2 separate regions of the Ovis aries genome follow, and region 1 is linked to region 2. A link is a contact called in public Hi-C data. All regions are on one chromosome and are shown on one strand. Each heading gives the region's core, a stretch centred on a gene start, on an enhancer-like site or on the middle of the called end of the contact. The rest is flanking DNA. Distances are from core to core; before and after follow the strand shown. Region 1 has its middle 200 kb from the start of BET1. Region 2 holds the start of GNGT1 (G protein subunit gamma transducin 1).

The links. Hi-C and Micro-C count contacts between places; a contact is called where the count stands out from the background.
Region 1: a contact with region 2 is called in a Hi-C map of skin fibroblasts, with 2.6 times the contacts expected there. The contact joins the enhancer-like site here to the promoter of GNGT1 in region 2. A contact is called at or near these places in 2 of 16 Hi-C or Micro-C datasets (skin fibroblasts and tail adipose tissue).

Annotation. Positions count from the first base shown.
Region 1 is chr4:12,318,122-12,324,634 of ARS-UI_Ramb_v3.0, forward strand. No RefSeq gene overlaps it. Among named protein-coding and RNA genes, the nearest start is that of BET1, 200 kb to the left of the region's middle. Within about 2 kb of position 2,955, at least 3 of the 54 cell types and tissues checked have an H3K27ac peak or open chromatin away from gene starts, as enhancers often do.
Region 2 is chr4:11,979,649-11,986,745 of ARS-UI_Ramb_v3.0, forward strand. It overlaps GNGT1 (G protein subunit gamma transducin 1), which reads left to right and starts at 4,146. Exons shown (of 4, transcript XM_060414461.1): 1 at 4,146-4,260. It overlaps TFPI2 (tissue factor pathway inhibitor 2), which reads right to left and starts at 4,663. Exons shown (of 5, transcript XM_004007722.5): 1 at 4,498-4,663; 2 at 4,040-4,222; 3 at 2,663-2,842; 4 at 1,388-1,558; 5 at 1-1,021. The coding sequence starts at 4,585. The coding sequence ends at 942.

The DNA.
Region 1 (6,513 bases), core at 1,705-4,204, 340 kb after region 2:
GTGCTAATGGTAAAGAACCTGCCTGCCAATGCAGGGTACTTAAGAGATGTGGATTCAAACTCTGGGTCGGGAAGATCCCTGGGGGACGGCATGGCTACCCACTCCACTATCCTTGTCTGGAGAGTCCCATGGATAGAGGAACCTGGAGGGCTGCAGTTCATAGCGTCGTGAAGAGTCCCTGAAGTGACGGCACGCACTCACAATTCTCACATGCTTTGCCCCCTCCAAGTCGTTTCAGCGTTCAGGAAAAAACTCTGCCAGGGGAGTCAGGGTCCTCAGCTCTTCTCTTTCTGTAGTAACTTCCTTACTACCCACATCTCCCGATCAATTGCAATCAGGGACCTTTATGGAACAGACTTCATTGAATCCTTGACTTCTGAAATAAGATAGGTCCATAAAGAGAATATGACCTGCAAGAATGTTACTAGTTTCAGATCTGTCCAAAGACTAACCCCAGATTCTGTTTCTCCACAGTTTTTCAGAATTTTAAATGGATTTAAATGGCTGGTTCATAAGCAATGAATTATACAAGTTGTTCTTTAGTGACACTGGCCTAGGATTTATTGGTTAAGAATGTCTTTATTGTATTCAAGTGGATATAAAAAAATAAGTTTTACTATCATGTAAGAAAAGTTCCTGGCAAAGGAAATTTGCATAATCTTTAGGAAAGGCTGCATATAATCAAAAATAGGTATTTATCATAATTCTTACTGGCAAGCACCTAAAATTAAATCCTGCGGAGTTAGTAATGATGTTAAAACCCATAATATTCTTCAATTATTAGAATAATATTTTACCTTTAGCAAATGCATTACAAGTTTCAAAACACTTCAATTCACATTAGTTCACTTTTAATGCCCGCATAGTTCTTGCCCTAATCTCATTTTCAGTTGGCCCAGAAATTGATTTATTTATGCTACTTAGCCCTTGGGATTAATCAACCCTCCAGCTGTTTTGAATTTACCTAAATAAATAGAGCTTTCCCGATACAATTAGTTCAGATCATATGAAATAACAGGGGATTGAACATGAAAAGTGCATGTCTTCCTAGGAAATGTCAGATTTTTTCTGTAGTCTAGCCTAGTCAATGTTAGCCTCCTGTCACAGCCCATTTAGCATTTATAATATACGCATAACAGCAAACGATGCTGTTATCACAACTCCTAATCAGATAAATTTTACTTAATATTGATTGGATTTAGGATTTTTGAAGATGGTGTAAGAATTTGCTACTATATTGCTGAATCCACTGGCCAGAACAGAATCCTACAACAGGGCTTTCATGTGCACTGAACCATAAGCAAGTATCAGTTCCGCTAAACCAACTATCACAGCCCATAGCCGCCTCTGGCTGTGGGTAACTTATGGCATGGACTCCCTTCTGTAAGTCCCAGGTCATCTGAGCTGGACCTGTAACATGTGCTCAGCATTTGTTTCCTAACTCAGAAATGTTCCAGTGTGATGATGCAACTCTCCTGTGGTCCATCCAGAACATTCTGTGTGTATCCTCAAAAGAGATAGATGGAAACTTTGGCACATGCATTTGACTCATGATGTGTCTCAACACTCTGGACTGGAGGGGGGGCTGCCTGCTTCCTATTAGGTCAGAATTCTTGGAGCTGTACCAGTGAGGGAGTTCCATTTTGTTGGAAATTACTGACTATACTTAGGATCAAAACTGAAAATGGCTTCTCTCCACTGCATGGAAAAGTGGGCGTAAACATTTCCACCGACCGAGTGCCTTGGAATGCTTCCAATAGCTTCACACCCAGTCTTACAGAGCAGAATGCTAGAAAATGGCATGCATTACGATGTAAAGCATTTAATTTTCTTTTTTTTAAATTTTGACCACACCTCATGGCATGCAAGATCTTACTTCCCTACCAAGGATCAGACCCTCACCCTCTGCAGTGGAAGTGCAGAGTCTTAACCACTGGACTGCCGGGGAAGTCCCTTTTAAAACTAATCTTTTAAAATAATATAAAGCATTTAAATAATCATTTAAAAATAACTTTTTACAAGTGGTTATATGAATATCGAGTTTATTGACAAACTATGCATTTCATTTCAAAAATTATTTTAATTTTTAAAATTCTGAACAGTCTGTTATCCAAAAGACCTTTAGACAACTTAATAGTGACAGCGATTTCATCTCTTGCCCTGTTGGAGTAGCTGAATTCTTACAAACACTCTATGTCTATACTATGAAGACATGTACACACACGTGCATGTTCACACACACATGGAGATTCTTGGGATAGCATTTCCCTCAGCCTTATTTTTCTCCATAAGACAAATATCAAATTTTAAATAAATGTAGGACATGGAAGGTAATTATTTTGCGATTTTCTTTGTAGTCCCTGGCATAATTTTTGTAAACAATCTAAGGTCCCACCTAAAATACATTTATTTTTAATTTAACCATTTGCTTCTAGCCAGTTCAGATTGAATTATTAACAATTTTCCCTCTTTATTTAAACTTACTTGATAATAAAATGTCACTTTGCTGTCTCATTAAAAAAATTTTTTTTTTTAATAACAGCACATGAAGGTGAAGCTCCTGTTGCAGAGAGTTTCAGAAAAACAGGTCAGGTCAACACACTGATACATCATTTCCCAGGACCTAATGAGAAAACTTGTAACAAACAGGGAAAGTAAGCCTAAGAGACACAGACGAGTCACCACCATCCCCCAGAAATCCCCGAGAGGACCACGGAAGCACTGCCGGCCTCCGATGCACAGCCTGCCCCCACCTCAGCACCACTGCCCTTCGCTCTTTTGCAGCCGAAGTGGAAGAAGCTTCCTGTTCAAACCCCATGTGGAGACAGTTGCCTGATCTCTAGAGCAATGATGAAAAAATAGGAAAGCAAGTTGACTCCACTGCAAGTTAACCACCAGAAGAAATCCTTCTGTGATGATGAATCATCCTTCTGTGTTGGTGAATCATCCTTCTGCTATTGAACCTTCCTGTCTTTAAGAAATTCTGTCTGCGTCACTCCAAAGTGAGATCCAGACAGCTCTGTCTTGCATAATGAAACAAAAAGAAAATTACAGGGAACACAAGACACTCCTGTTGAGTTTAACGTGTTAAGATAAATCTGAAGTGGTGCTATTTGGTCAAATTCCTTGTAATATAAACAAGCAATTTGGAAAGAGCATTTGTTTTCACCAAAATCCTGTTTTGCACAGGATCTGTTTACAATGAACTTTTCAAAACTCAGTTTGTTGGATAAAATATTGTTCAAAGTTGATGGAATTTCAGCTGGAGACTGATCATCATTTTGCTACACGGAGACTTTTGGCTAATAGCTTTACTGAGATATAAGTCACATACTATACAATTCATCCATTTAAAGGGTACAATTTAATGGTTTTAGTATCTTCACAGCTGTCCAATAATAACCACAGTAAGAAATTTTCATTACCCAAAAAGAAATGTCTTAGCCTTTATCTACCACCCTCACAATCATCTCCCAGCAACCCTTAAACCCAGCCCCCAGCCCCAGCCAAGCATTCATCTACTTTCTGCCTCTATAAATTTGCCTATTTTGAGCATTTCATATAAATCAAATATTATAACAGCTGGTAGTTTGTGACTGTCCTCTTTCCTTAGCACATTTTCAAGTTTTATCCGTGTTATAACATGTATCAGTACTTTATTCTTTTCATGCCAAATAATATTCCATTGTATGAATATTCCACATTTTATGTAACTATTCAGTAGTTAATGGACATTTAGATTGTTTCCACCCTTTTACTATTATGAATAATGACTACAATGATTATTCTTGTACAACTTTTTGTGGGAACATGTTTTTATTTCTCTTGGTTGTATCAGTTCAGTTCAGTCAGTTCAGTCGCTCAGTCATGTCCGACTCCTTGCGACCCCATGAATCACAGCACTCCAGGCCTCCCTGTCCATCACCTTCTCCTGGAGTTCACTCAGACTCATGTCCATCAAGTCCGTGATGCCATCCAGCCATCTCATCCTCGGTTGTCCCCTTCTCCTCCTGCCTCCAATCCCTCCCAGCATCAGAGTCTTTTCCAATGAGTCAACTCTTCACATGAGGTGGCCAAAGTACCGGAGCTTCAGCTTTAGCATCATTCCTTCCAAAGAAATCCCAGGGCTGATCTCCTTCAGAATGGACTGGTTGGATCTCCTTGCAGTCCAAGGGACTCTCAAGAGTCTTCTCCAACACCACAGTTCAAAAGCATCAATTCTTTGGCACTCAGCCTTCTTCACAGTCCAACTCTCACATCCACACATGACCACAGGAAAAACCATAGCCTTGACTAGACGGACCTTTGTTGGCAAAGTAATGTCTCTGCTTTTGAATATGCTCTCTAGGTTGGTCATAACTTTTCTTCCAAGGAGTAAGCATCTTTTAATTTCATGAGTTGGTTGTATAACTAGGAATTAAATTACTGAATCGAAAGGTGTTGTTTACCTTTGTGAGGAATAGCCAGAATACTTTTCAAAGGGGCTACAGAATCTTACATTACATGTAGCTTTAATTTATCAGAATTTGACCTTGTTATTAACTGTTGCTTCAGTATTTTGAACTGGTACTTAGTCTAACATATATTATGGAGCAGGAAATGGCAACCTGCTCCAGTATTCTTGCCTGGAGAATCCCATGGACGGAGAAGCTTGGTGGGCTATAATCCAAAGGGTCTCAAAGAGTCAGACACGAGTAAGCATGAGCACAAGAGCCCTAGAAAAATCCTATAAACTCTCACTTTTAGTAAATTCATTTTTTGGGGGTGCTCATTTTAAAAGCTTTTTTCCCTGATTTCCTGAACTCATAAATATTAGAAGAAAGCTATCAATAGAAAATTGGTGAGAGTTTCTGGAGCCCAGATTATCAATGGCAGCAAGAAAAGACAACTATATGCCTCACAGTGAGCAAAGAAACTGAACACCAGCCGTAAAAGAAGACCTATTCTCAGTGAGAACTGTTTAATTTCAGGGAAGAAGTCCTTACAGACATGTAATTACTCTAAGATGTCACTGTATTGTATTAATATCGTGGTACAATTATTAATACTTACTTTTTAGTAATTAAAAAGGGATTTAATTATACCATTAAGAAAAATGTGGAAGTTTTCAATAACACATTTAAGGGTTACATCCAAAATGATGTGATTTTTTTAAAGCTCATCTGTTAAAATCATAGACTCTCAGGGCTGAATTAGACTTTCATGATCTTAGGGCTTCCCAGGTGGTAAAGAATCCTCCTGCTAATGCAGGAGACTCAAGTTTGATCTCTGAGTCCAGGAGATTCCCCAGGAGAAGGGCATGGCAACCCACTCCAGTATTCTTGCCTGGAAAATTCCCTGGACAGAGGAGCCTAGTAAGTAGGCTGCAGTCCATGGGCTTGCAAGAGTTGGACACAACGGAGCAACTAAAGAAAACTAGAGATACCAAGGGAACATTTCATGAAAAGATGGGCTTGATAAAGCACAGAAATGGTATGGACCTAACAGAAGCAGAAGATATTAAGAAGAGGTGGCAAGAATACGCAGAAGAACTGTACAAAAAAGATCTTCATGACCTGGATAATCATGATGGTATGATCTCTAATCTAGAGCCAGACATCCTGGAATGTGAAGTCAAGTGGGCCTTAGGAAGCATCACTATGAACAAAGCTAGTGCAGGTGATGGGATCCCAGTGGAGCTGTTTCAAATCCTGAAAGATGATGCTGTGAAAGTGCTGCACTCAATATGCCAGCAAATTTGGAAAACTCAGCAGTGGTGACAGGACGGAAAAGGTCAGTTTTCATTCCAATCCCAAAGAAAGGCAATGCCAAAGAATGCTCAAACTACCACACAATTGCACTCATCTCACATGCTAGTAAAGTAATGCTCAAAATTCTCCAAGCCAGGCTTCAGCAATACATGAACCATGAATTTCCCGATGTTCAAGCTGGTTTTAGAAAAGGCAGAGGAACCAGAGATCAAATTGCCAACATCCGCTGGATCATGGAAAAAGCAAGAGAGTTCCAGAAAAACATCTATTCCTGCTTTATTGACTATGCCAAAGCCTTTGACTGTGTGGATCACAATAAACTGTGGAAAATTCTGAAAGAGATGGGAATACAGACCACCTGACCTGCCTTTTAAGAAATCTGTATGCAGGTCAGGAAGCAACAGTTAGAACTGGACATGGGACAACAGACTGGTTCCAAATAAGAAAAGGAGTACATCAAGGCTGTATATTGTCACCCTGCTTATTTAATTTCTATGCAGAGTACATCATGAGAAACGCTGGGCTGGATGAAGCACAAGCTGGAATCAAGATTGCTGGGAGAAATATCAATAACCTCAGATATGCAGAGGACCCAACCTTTATGGCAGAAAGTGAAGAGGAACTAAAAAGCCTCTTGAGGAAAGTGAAAGTGGAGAGTGAAAAAGTTGGCTTAAAGCTCAACATTCAGAAAACGAAGATCATGGCATCCAGTCCCATCATTACATGGGAAATAGATGGGGAAACAGTGGAAACAGTGTCAGAC
Region 2 (7,097 bases), core at 2,896-5,395:
TTTTCATTTTTTTATTGCTGTTGTCATACCTTTGGGATACATTTTTAAAAGAAAGATTGTTCAAGAAAAGCACAAACGTACTTATACTTTTGCCAGATCAGGGGCATACTTTTAAATATTACTCTTGCCAAGAAAATGTAGGAATTTAAAAGAAGATCTTGTTGTTACAGAGAAAGAAAAAAACTGTTTAAATGAAATGCTCATATTTATCAGCAATATTTTATTAGTGGAATTTAAATTATTAAACATATGCATTGTCTCTGATATAATATAAATACAGTACAAAAATTTTAACAACATATGCTGAGTGGGGATGGATGGATAGATGAACAGAGAGAATTTTCCCCCTCCGAGGAGAACATTTCTGATATAATTAATGTACTAGCTTTTAATTCAGTCAAAAACGTTACTTTATTATCTTTTAAATGACACAACAGAAATTGAAGTAAGTTAGCAGGATCTACATAATAGCATTTGTAACATTTTTTGAAGTATTGGTAAATCTTCAAATTTGTCTCCTTGGGCCTAAAATATAATCTAATTTTTAAATACAAAATTAAATATATTTGCTGGTCCTTTTTATGATCCTATATGTTAAAAAATATGATTATATTGTCTCATGTTTTTCAGTCACAATCATCTTCTGTAATCAGGGAGAGCAACCCCAAGAACTGAGTGAGTCATATTTGCTTTTATATCTTATGCACAGCAAGAATTTAACCTCATAAACAAGTAGTTGAATAGCATATTTAAAACAATAGATTCACATTTGAATAGCAGCTACTTATGTATTAAAAAATACACAAATAAAAAATGTAACATGTAAGAACCGGTGGATAAATCACTAATGGTTGGCTTGCCTGTGTTACCATGTTGTCCTTTAGATATAACCATAAGGACATTCACAAGATGACATCCAGAAAAAAAAAAGAAGAAGCTGGTTAAAACTGCTTCTTAATTTTCAGTCTTCTATTGGCAAAGAGAAGTCTTGGCATCTTCTTGTTCTTTTCCTTCTTCAAGGCTAAGATCAACAAAATAAAAATAAACATCATATGTCCCCAGTCTGTAGACTCATTGTAAATCACCATTTCTGACATGCTTACAAACCCACCTCGTCTTACTTTTAACGAGTATAAAGTCAGGTTTACTCACTATCCACTAAGTTAATAACATTCTACCTTTAAAATATCAGGACACAGCTACTGCCTACTGTAGTTAGCCTGTGTAAGCATTTAGACAAAACTGATCAGTACTGAAGTGCTATGTATGTAGTAGTCTAGAAATGGCAATATGCTATTAGTAAAATGGGTACATAAAATAATTTTGTTTATGAATTATGTATAAAGTTAGTTTAAAAACTGAATAAGAAAAAAACCCAAAACATTACCTTTTACACAAGTACGTTTGCAGTCCTTCAAGTTGACAAAATTATTGTCATTCCCTCCACAGCCAGTATAGGTGAAGGCCTCACAGGCTTTGTGTCTTGGGTTAAAATAATAGCGAGTGACATTAGCAGAACACAGCCCCTCATCTTTTGGGCTGTAGCAAAATGCTGGAGCTTAATGGAAAAGAAAATAAAATTAGAAATGCAGTAATACTGGAAATAATAAGCTGTGCTGATTACTGAAGTAAGTGAAAAAACATCTAATCCCATAGAAGCTTCTTGCTGAATCCAAAATATTATACTAAGCCATTTAAAAAGTGTGCCTTACATTTCAAACACATAGTTTGTTCATTATAAATTCTTATGGAGTAGATAGAATTTCAAGCTATATCCTTGTATCATTTGAATGTGTAAAGAAATTAAACCCCCAAATCATGTATGGTCAGGTAAAAATGAGCTGTGTTTCAAGAGAAATATGTGACATGCTTTGGCACACTCTTTTGTGTTGGTAGTTTTAATTTCAATGTTTCTATCAGCTCTCCTTCCATTATTAATCAAGAATACATATAGCTAATTCCCAGGTAGCCACTGGAACACTTACATTTACATAAACAATTTAAGAGAACACCAGCAACAAGCAACTCCTCATTAATTCAAGATTTTGCATACTCAACACAGTATAGCTACAGAGGTTTATCAGAGACCGCCAAAGCAAATTTTCCTTGTTTGTTGAACTTATCTATGTGTACATGTCTCTGCTGTGCCTACGGAAAATGCTGGACTGCCTCTACAAACACTGCCCACTACCCAAGTAACCCATCATTTTAGGGATTGCATGGGCTATGTAGGTAAAACATGGGGAGGAGAGATCAATTTGTGCTACAATATGTAATTACTAAAGAACACAGAAATCTAATGAAAAAGTTTAGAAAACTTCAGGTTTCACCAGCTTAAGTCTCTCTCTGTCTCACACTATCTCATATATATACCTGATTTCATACATGTGATTCATCAATGAACACTGTAGTGTTTTTTTTTTTATGTGCAAGTTAAATAGATGAGAAATAGTTCTAAAGAAACAATGCAAAAGAGGAAGTAAAAGCTTGAATCAGAGCTTCGTCACTTTCCAGCCCTGAGAACTTGGCAAGTTATTAAACTTCTAGCTCGCACTCTCACAAATTCATGCAAACCAGCTTAATTTCGTATCAATTATTAATGTTTTCACCCTAAAGTCTAAATAAAGAAATGAAGTACAGACACCACAAAGAGAGTATTTACCTCTCTTTGGCGCACAGAAGTCCATACACGAAGCTTTATCTGGGAACCGGTTCTCATCGCTGTGACACCCGCCAGATATGAACTTTTCACAGGTCATAGAACTTAGATTGAAGAAATACTGTTCTCTGAGCTCCCCACACTGCTTCTTATTCACTTTTAACCGGCAAATTTTGGGAACTTCTAGGAAAACGAGGGCATAAAACAATGTTAGTCAAAAATCAGCCTTCTTACTCTTCCTTTAAAACTTAACTGTATTTTCAGAAGCCACTGGTGGTGGCCAGGGGTAGAGTGGTGATGGGGGTGGGAGGCATGATATTTAGCGCTGGGCTAGTAAACGCCCAAAAGATTGCCCATTAGTCCAGCAACAACAAGATTTTGTATCCTTGGGTCCAGCATTCCGCAGATGCAACCAACCCAGAGAGAAAATATTCAGGAAAAAATAATTCCTGAAAGTTCATTAAAAAAAACACACAAAAAAACAAAGTTTGAATTTGTCCTATGCTGGTAGGGAGTCTAGAGATAAATTAAAGTATAAGGGAGAATATGCACAGGTTATATGCAAATGCTGTGGATTTTGGCATCAGAGAGTTGGGGTCTTGGAACCAGTCACCACAGACACTGAGAGACAACTCTATTCAGCTTTTGATTTTTTTAACAGTGTCTCCAGACCCGATACAGCTGTGATAAATTTTTCATGCTTACTGGAAAGATTCTTCTCTCAGAGTGTTCTGATTGTTTCAATGTATGAAATTAATCAAACTTATTCATAGGAATACACATTTTTCCCTGGCTCAGTTCCTTTAACAGCTGAGCCCCGTGTTCTATTACAGGCCTTCACAGAGACAGTAAACATAATTAAAATTGCAAACAGCATTGTGAATCTCTCTATTTTTTATATCTCTATACCAACCCAAGATCTCTTTGGGTATCAAGGGATAAAAGTAAGGTTATAATTAGCTAAATTCAGACGTTAATAACAAAATCCACTGAAAGTATTTCAGATCGCTACACAGTGGACAAGAGGAAAATGCCCTCTCAAGAAGGCATAAAAACCATAGGTTTAGAACTAATGATAAATACAGACAGGCACTTATGTTGCACCTAATACATGACACTCTTGCATCCTTAAGCCTTAGGTGAAATCTTTCCGGAGTCTGCACACACACTGAATTATGATAAATGCCAGTTAAGGGACAGGAAATGTTTGTCGTTGGAAGTTTCATGATCACTTTTAGTCAACTGAAAAGCAATAAGCCAAACAGGATCCGAGAAAATCAAGGATGAAACTTACTATGGGATGTGAAAAATAAGCTCATTTCCCACTTAGCCCTTCTCTGCCGCAGTACTGGAGTTCTGGGAGTGGGAGCGAGCACTTACTCTCAATCTTCCAGCATGCTTCGTTGCAGGCCTCCAAAGTTTCAAAATTGTTGGCATTGCCCTCGCAGCCTCCGTACATGAATTCGCGGCAGCTCTGCGTGTACCTGTCGTAGTAGTAACTGGGGATCCGCGCCCGGCAGGGCCCGTCGTCCAGGGGCAGGAGGCAGATTTCCGCGTTATTTCCTACAGGAGGGGTAGGAGAACCAGAGGCAGAGGAGGAGGTCAGCCGCATCTCGGTGGAGGGAGGGCTTCCCCCAGGGTGGTGGGGGTGGGGAGGTTTGTCCCAGCAGCTTCCCAGCCCAGCAGAAGGGCCTTACAGAGACAGGAAGTGCAAACTTGCGGTGCACGACAGGAATTAGGGGGAAGGAGGGCGCAGAGAGCGGGTGCAGGGGTCCGCGGAACTCCTGCCGCCTGGCCAGGGCGAAAAGGGGTCCCCTGAGCGCGGGTTGGTGGGGTACCTGGCGGCGCCTGCGGGGCATCACCCAGCGCAGTTCCCACGAGGAGCAGCGACAGAAGCATCAGCCAGAGGGGGCGAACCGAGTCCATGGTGTCCGGATTCAGACGGTGCCGGCGAGAGGAGCGGAGGAGGGTGCACAGCGTCCAGCCTCCAAGCGGTCTGGATTCCAGCGCGGTGGGTGCCGCTGCTTTTGTAGGGTTAGCGGCCCTCAGAGACGGGACAGGGCGGAGCGCGCCTTCGTGGAGCCTGGAGGGGAGGCTGATTCATGCCCCGTGAGCTCTGTGACCCGGCCGCCTCCCTGCGCTGGAAAGTGTGTGCGGGGGAGAGGAATTCCCCGCCAAGCTGAACCTGGCCCCAAACTTTCTCCCGTGGCTCTTCGGGGATGACCCAGATGAAGCATTGTGTCAGAGATGGGAAGTCGACAAGCTTGAGGGAAATGACCTGGGTGTGATTGCACAAGGTTCCAGCTTGCAGCATCACGCCGAGGCCTGAATCCACACTTTGAAAGCACAAAGTCTGTGTCTTTGGCAGGTAGAAAGTGTGAAACTCCTAGGGCCCAAGGAAGCGGGGCTTATTACATTAGATCCTTTCATTAGATTAGAAATGTAAGCATATGCGTATCTATTTACCTTTAGACATAGATATGGGCTTCCCTGGCGGCTCAGATGGTAAAGAATCTCCCTGCAGTGAGGAGTCCCAGGTTCAATCCCTGGGTAGGGAAGATCCCTTGGAGGAGGGAATAGCAACCCACTCTATTCTTGCCTGGAGAATTCCATGGACAAAGGAGCCTGGCAGGCTTCAGTCTGAGCGACTAACACTTTCAACCACATATTTCAGTAGAGGTCTGATTTACATTTCATGGGCTCATAATATGTCCAAGTGTATAGCTGGGTCAATTTTGGCAATTATATATTCCTTTGTAATCACCACTCCAATCCAGAATTAGAACATTGTCATCACCCCAGAACATTCTCTTATACCCTTTCCCAGTCCATCCTTCAACCTGAGGCCAGGGACAATAGCTCTTCTGATCAGCATAAATTAGATTTCCCTGTTCTAAATCTCATGCAAACAGAATCATAAAATCTGTACTGTTTTGTACTTCACTTTACTGGTTTTAAGACACACTTATGCTGCTGTAGGGGCTTTCCCTCGTGGCTCAAATGGTAAAGAATCTGCCTGCAATGTGGGAGATGCAGGTTCAATCCCTGGATTGGGAAGATCCCCTAGAGAAGGGAATGGCAACCCACTCCAGTATTCTTGCCTGGAGAACCCCACGGACAGAGGAGCCTGGCGAGTCACAGTCCATGGGGTCCCAAAGAGTCGGACACGACTGAGCGACTAACACACACACTCACATGCTGTCTTAGAGTGTGTTCCTTGTAAATGTTGAGTAGTCTTGCAATGTATGAGTATACAGTGAATGTCCTATTACTGGACATTTGTATTATTTCTAGTTTGGGGCTACTGCTATGAATAAAGCTGCTTTGTGTATGCAAACAACTTTTATTACTCTCAAGTAAAATATTTTAAAATGTTAGAAACTGCCAATCAGTTTTCCAAAATGATTCTCCACCCCTATCAGCCGTGTTTTTGAGTCATAACTGTGTTTTTGGACCCGAAACAGGAAAATCCAAAGAGCAGTAGCCTTGGGGGATGTGGCGAGTAGGTCCTGAAGCTTTGACCAAATCAGCTGCTTCCCATACATTTCTCAGGGTCAGTTTGTCTATTACCATTCATTGGTACTTTGACATAATAGTGTGAGCCTAGTCTTTGGTTTATACAAAACAAATGATCTACACTGGGATTTTATATGAAATGTTAAGGATATTTTTGGAGAATATTTTAATGGGCTCTCTTGATGACTGTGTCTTTCCTTCCTCCACCTTTTCCTCTTGCTCTATTTAATATTCTTAAGAAAGTAACTATTCCTGGCTTCTTCTGAAGATACTGAAGGGAATTTACAAGAGTTCTTTCCAGTTTCGGAAAATCTCTCTGCTCAAGGTGAGTTAGTAATCTGGGATATTTCCACATATAATGCCTAGGGCCAGTTTTCAGTTTTCCTGGTGTCATGGCAAAGGACTATATTCCTAGGAAAACTAGCCTGGTCTGGAAATACTCTGTGTCTCTTTTGCTGTCAGATTGCTGGATATCTGTGGTTAAGAGTGACAGGGTTATAAGGATAAAGGTTGAACAACCAGTTTGCCAGGAAGGAAAAATGAAATGGGGGAGGGGTGTGTTGGGTTGAATATGTTACTGATTTCCATGGCGTAAATGCTCCCAGTTATGGCTGATTCCAAACCACCAGAGTTGGGAATGGATGAATACAGTCGCGTTCACCAGAGCCAATGTGAGCTAGCTCCAGCAAGTCAAACACTGAGGCAGCCAGTTGGTTTTGGAAAGATATACTCCTCTGAGAATCAGATTAGATCTTCCCAATACCTCCCAAATACTAATAGGGGAGGGAAATTTCACCAGACATTTAGCCAGGATCATGTTGAGATAATCACTTCATGGCAAATAGATGGGGAAGCAATGGAAACAGTGACAGACTATTTTCTTGGGCTCCAAAATCACTGCAGATGGTGACTGCAGCCATGA